Linked DNA regions of Mus musculus: region 2 is linked to region 1. Evidence: chromatin contacts called from public HiChIP or PLAC-seq data. All regions are on one chromosome and are shown on one strand. Each heading gives the region's core, a stretch centred on a gene start, on an enhancer-like site or on the middle of the called end of the contact. The rest is flanking DNA. Distances are from core to core; before and after follow the strand shown.

Region 1 (2,596 bases), core at 59-2,558:
GCTCTTTCTAGAACCCACTTGCTAAAAAGATGAGAAAAGACACTGCTCTTCAGCGATCTGCCAAGGCCCAGGTCTACCCTGGGGTGACGTAAGTGACTGCTTTCTGAGGGAATCTCCCAATTGGCAATAAAGTAGATTGCCAATGATGCTCTGACAGTGATGCTCTGACTGGACAGGTCTCTGTGGTGACTGCTGACCACACTGGAGATTAAAGCCTTCATAAATCCCCAAGCTCTTTCATGTATGCGTACACGGAGTCCCTGCTTCCTCTGCCCTACTTCCCTAAGTACCAACCTCATGTGCCCTTCCGCCCACCTGCTTGGGCAGAAGACCAAAACAATCTTTGGGCCTTTGCCTTACCCCCAAAGTCCAGCCAGGGCAGGAGGGGGAGTGGTGAGGTCTCATCCAGGTACCAACTAGAGTCAGGCTATTTGAAACAGGACCATCTCTCCTATTGCTGAGTATCCAAGGAAACTTTAGCCTTAACCCAATCAAAAAATTGAAGCTGAGGAAGGGAGGCACTTACAAGACAGGAGTCAGGTCCCACCAAGGAGTACTCTAGCTTCAGGGAGTCATGGCAGCCACCCCCAGGTCCTGGCCTGCCACTGTCCATTGAGACGCTGGCCATCCCCAGAGCTTTGGTTTTGCACTGCCCACTTGGGCCACGGCTGTCCCCACAGGCTTACCGGAGAACGTTTTATCCCAGAGCCCTGGACTGGATACTACTCACCTGAGGATCCATCTCTGCCCACTCCAGTCACTGCCTAATCCAGATCTCTAGCTTGTCACTGCCCACCTGGGCATGCACTGTTCCTAGAGCCCTGACCTAGCCACTGCCCAACCCAATAGCCTCCACTCTAGAGCCCTGGCTGGTCACTTCCCGCCCAGGGATCCTCTGCCGAACAGCCTTTGCCTGCCACTGCCCATTTAAGCCTTTACTATCTTCGGATCACTGGTCTGGGCACTGCCCACTTAGTCCATGGTTGTCCCCACAGACCCGACCTGAGCACTGAGTCCCTGGGTCTTGCTGCCCCCAACCCCTGGCTCGCTTGGCATTACCCACTCGTTCCACCGCTGTCGCCACAGCACTGGCCTGGGCACTGCCTCCTTGGACCATGCTGCCCACACAGCCCCAGCCCGGTACTGCCTACTCGGGCCATGCTTGTACCCAGAGCTCCACAGTCATCCCGCAAACCTCACCCTGCTCCGCGGAGGAACCTGCCATCACTGGGAATCAAGACCCGCGGCCGCCGCCACAGACGCCTTCCAGAATCTGATGCAACCGCGGCGCCGGAAGTCCCGCCCCACCAGTCGTCTTCCGGGCATGTCCAGTAGCTAGGCAACTGCAAACTGACGCCGACGTGGGGCATGATGGGAGAATACTATGGTTTACGCTGGCGCGGAACTTAATAGACACCAAAGGGCTAAGACAGTGAGAAGCGCAAACCCGGGCTGCTGAAGAGGGCTGGGAGGGGCGGGACGAAATGGGGGAGTGGGAGGGGCGAGGAGCTGGGTAGAGGGGCGGGGCAAAACGAGTAGAGATTAAAGAGATGCAAGGGAAAGGGTGGGGCAAGGGACTCAGCGACTGGAGGAGAGGGGCGAGGAAGACGCCTTTTTCTGAGACACTCTCCAAAAGGCCACACAAGCCTGGAAACAGGTGGTTCCTGTTACACTCTCTCCTGAATCCTTTTATTTCCTGTGTGTTCCTTAATTCCTGATGTCGCCTCCCAAGACACACCATCAGAGGGAGGTTTATGAGAAGAAATGGAAAGTATTATTTTAGAAACATAGCCAGGTATATAGCGAGACCCTGTCTCACAATTTTTTTTTTTTTTTAAAAGCTCCGTTTTGAGGTTGGAAGATGGTTCGGTGGTCAAGAGCACGGCTGCTCTTCTGGAGGACACCGGTTTGATTTCTAGCACTCACAACTGCTCACAACCGGTTGTAACTTCAGTTCCATGGGATCCTAACCCTCTTTTGATCCTTGTGGGCTTTGCATGCCTGTGGTGAAAAAGACATGTGTTGTGTGTGTGTGCAGGGAAATAAATAAATACAATTATATATTCTGGTATATATATATTCTGGCAACCATGGTCTTAATTCCTGGAAACTCAGGAGGGAGAAGCAGGCAGTTCTCAGTGAGTTCCAAGTCAGCCATGGCTCCATAAGAGACTCTGTCTCAACATAAATAAATAATTAATTAAAAAATAATTGATACTTGGTAATATGTATTGTTTGGTTATGTACCCTTGGGACAAGGGACTGAGGTGCAAATTTTATATTTCAAAGCAAACCTGGCCTCCAGGTTCTCTCAGCATCCCTCAGTCCCTACCTGGCATACCCTTGCTGTAACCCTGAACTTTCCAGCCCAGGGGCTGGACTGCCCTTCCCCCAGAGGCTCTTCCCTATATAAACCAGATGTTTTGGTCTTCCTCATCGCTCCTCCTGTCTTCTCTATGTTCACACCCTTTCTCTTTCTCTCTCCTCCCCCACCATGGTGACTTCCTTGGCCTCAGTCCTTGGGGCCAGTGAACTTTCGCCTGAGAGCAGCTTCCTAATAAACCTGCCTATATGTACTCTAATCAGGCTTGAATTG
Region 2 (2,596 bases), core at 36-2,535, 110 kb after region 1:
CCCTGAAGACTTGAGATATATCTTGTTGGGCCTGCCAGGCCTTGGAGTGAGTCAACAGCTCTGGGAATGTGCATACACATGTGTATGTCCTTGGGGTTGACACAGTGTAGGATAGACATCAGGAGGGCAGAGGCTGGGCAGGGGTCTTACGTGCTAGTGAAAAGTCACTGACCAGGTAACTTCAAGAGGTAGCAAGAGATAGTTAGGGCTGAGGGATAGTGGGGGAGGGGATGACAGACAGGGCAGGGCCTCTGCTTTGGCCCTGAGGTTCTGCTTGCTTTGTGACAGTGTGTGTGCATGAGTGTAGAACTTGGGTTAGACCTGTGTCATACCACTGTTCTCAGGGGTGTGGCGGGGTGATAGGAGGGCACTGTTAAGAGCTATGGGGGAGAGGGACCCATGCAGGTGACACCAATGTCTCAGTGTGATCACTAACAGCAGCGCTTCCGTCCACGCCTCAGAGTCATCTATAAATGATACCATGCATGCCCAAAGGACTCATGAGTGAGGGTCCCAGCTCAAGGTAAGATGAAGTTCTTGATTCCTAAGCTTGCATGCTGGGTGTCCTTGGGAAGTGTGGATTTCTTTCCCTAACTTAAAGCTGCAGAGACTTTTGTTTGAGAGCCCCTGAGGCTACACTGGGACATTCATGGGAACCCACCTGGTACCCTGGAGCTGCCCCTCTTGCTGAGGGATATTTGAGATCTTGGACTTACTGTAGGCTTGGTTTGAGCACAGTGCTACCTCCTGTGAGGCTGGACATTTGTAAGGACAGTGAGTGGGTTCTGGAGGTTATGCAACCCAGGATGAGAGCTGGTTGTAGAATTAGACTTAGGGCCCAAATGTGCATTTTGTGGCTGCCACAAAAGACTTGACATCCTGAATGTTACACAGCCTTTGGGAACCATTTGAAATTCTTTGCCTCTTCTTGCAGGAAGCCGATCCTGATATACATGGTATGCAGGTAACATTCTTCCTTGACTGTGGCCCCCTGACAATCAGGGATTCAGCTCTGACTTGTCATCTGGTGGCTGGCTTACTGGTCACAGACCCCCAACGTGTGCAGGCTCTGTGAGGGCATAGGTTGCCTGTTTACCCTAGAGCCCAGCAGGTTCAATGACAGAATGAGTGAACAACAGTCAAAACAACGTATGAGGGCGTGTGAATGCAACTTTTGACCACCAGGAGGCACCATAGCACCAGCAGTTAAGCTATCTGCAGGATTCCAAGTCTGGACAGTTGGATCCTAGTTGTCAGGGCCTTGGACTTCCAGCAGGGGGTGCAGTCCTGAGGCTTTGTTAAGGAGCCACAGCCTGGCTAGAAGCTGTCACTTGAAGGACTTCTAAGAATGGGGCTGCTGCTTGGATTCTGTTACCTAGTTCAGAGAATCTGGGACTCGGGGAAGCCCACATTAATATCTGTAGCCTATTTTTGCCAGAATACCTCTAGGCTGCCTGTGACTTAATTTACCTATTAAATTCACAACTGTCACTTGCTTGCTTCCATACAGCCCTGGGATTCCTATAGCATTGGGCTGACAAGTGTGGCTAGTCCCACTTAATCTGTGGGAAATCTGAGGCTTAGCTGAGAGAGGGGTATCACTGTAAGGTAGGCTCAGTCTGTGTCTGACTCTAGGGGACCCTGGGGAGGGAGAAACAGGACAGGTAGCACTTACCGTCTGATTCAGAAGCGGCCCTGAAGATCAGGTAGCTGCTAGGGAGGGGCTGAGTGATGGAGCCCACACTCTCGCCTTTGGGGCCCTGGAGAGACAGAGATCTGCAGGGTCAGGCACTGGGCCAGGAAGGCTGTGGTACACTCTTTATCCCTTCTAATCAGAAGCCTTTCCTTCCACTTAGCTTCTCAATTATGGCTAATAATTCGCCTAAGGCGAATCCTGGACTCACAGTTGAATTTTAACTTCAGCGAGACAGTGAAGGGCAGTTTAGTGTAAGTAAATTTGTCTTACTTGGAATAAATGTGTTTCCTTTTGTTTTGTTTTTGAGACAAGATCTTACTGCATGGTTATGGCTGGCCAGTAACTTGCCATGTAGATTAGACTAGACCTTAAACTCATAGAGATCTGCCTGCCTCTGCCTCTGGAGTGCCAGGATTAAAGGTCTGACCTATCATGGTCAGGTTGGAATAAATGTAAACAGTCAGAATGTTCATATAAAACAGTTTTATTTTTCCCATTTTTGGTTTTTCAGATAGTTTGTTTAGAGGCAGGGCTATGCTCACTCTGCAGCCTAGGCTGGCCTGGAACTTTCTATGTAGCTGAAGATGGTTTTGAACCTCTGATCCTCCTGCCTCCAACCCAAGTGCTGCCCAACCTTGTGTGATACGAGTATCCTCAGAGCGCTGAAGAAGGCCGCACTGTGCCAGGTCGGTCATGTTAATTCATTTTTTGAAGTGGGTATTTTTTTGTTTTTTTTGTTTTGGTTTTTCGAGACAGGGTTTCTCTGTATAGCCCTGGGTGTCCTGGAACTCACTCTGTAGACCAGGCTGGCCTCGAATTCAGAAATCTGCCTGCCTCTGCCTCCCGAGTGCTGGGATTAAAGGTGTGAGCCACCACTGCCCAGCGAAGTGGGTATTTTTA

Evidence for each region. HiChIP or PLAC-seq counts read pairs in DNA pulled down with a chosen protein or histone mark.
Region 2: an H3K4me3 HiChIP or PLAC-seq map of bone marrow-derived macrophages shows a contact between it and region 1, with 3 times the contacts expected there. The contact joins the enhancer-like site here to the promoter of Cars in region 1. A contact is called at or near these places in 26 of 39 promoter capture datasets (the 3T3-L1 cell line, 3T3-L1-derived adipocytes, the C10 cell line and 15 more), 9 of 15 datasets of contacts at CTCF or cohesin (CD8 T cells, the NIH/3T3 cell line, embryonic stem cells and 3 more), 165 of 484 Hi-C or Micro-C datasets (2-cell-like embryonic stem cells, the 63-12 cell line, 8-cell embryo and 70 more), 47 of 115 datasets of contacts at active chromatin or transcription factors (the 230-238 cell line, CD8 T cells, the HPC-7 cell line and 25 more) and 6 of 9 other capture datasets (adipose tissue, embryonic stem cells, embryonic tail and 3 more).

Annotation. Positions count from the first base shown.
Region 1 is chr7:143,598,782-143,601,377 of GRCm38.p6, forward strand. Cars (cysteinyl-tRNA synthetase) reads right to left here and starts at 1,309. Exons shown (of 23, transcript NM_013742.5): 1 at 1,201-1,309. The coding sequence starts at 1,225. Gm15579 (a long non-coding RNA gene) reads left to right here and starts at 1,323. Exons shown (of 2, transcript XR_870064.3): 1 at 1,323-1,432; 2 at 1,842-2,077.
Region 2 is chr7:143,705,671-143,708,266 of GRCm38.p6, forward strand. It overlaps Osbpl5 (oxysterol binding protein-like 5), which reads right to left. Exons shown (of 22, transcript NM_001199227.1): 7 at 1,676-1,760. Among named protein-coding and RNA genes, the nearest start is that of Tnfrsf23, 21 kb to the left of the region's middle. Within about 2 kb of position 1,286, at least 9 of the 459 cell types and tissues checked have an H3K27ac peak or open chromatin away from gene starts, as enhancers often do. A contact at or near this core is called in B cells, Th1 cells, bone marrow-derived macrophages and 2 more, where this site is marked.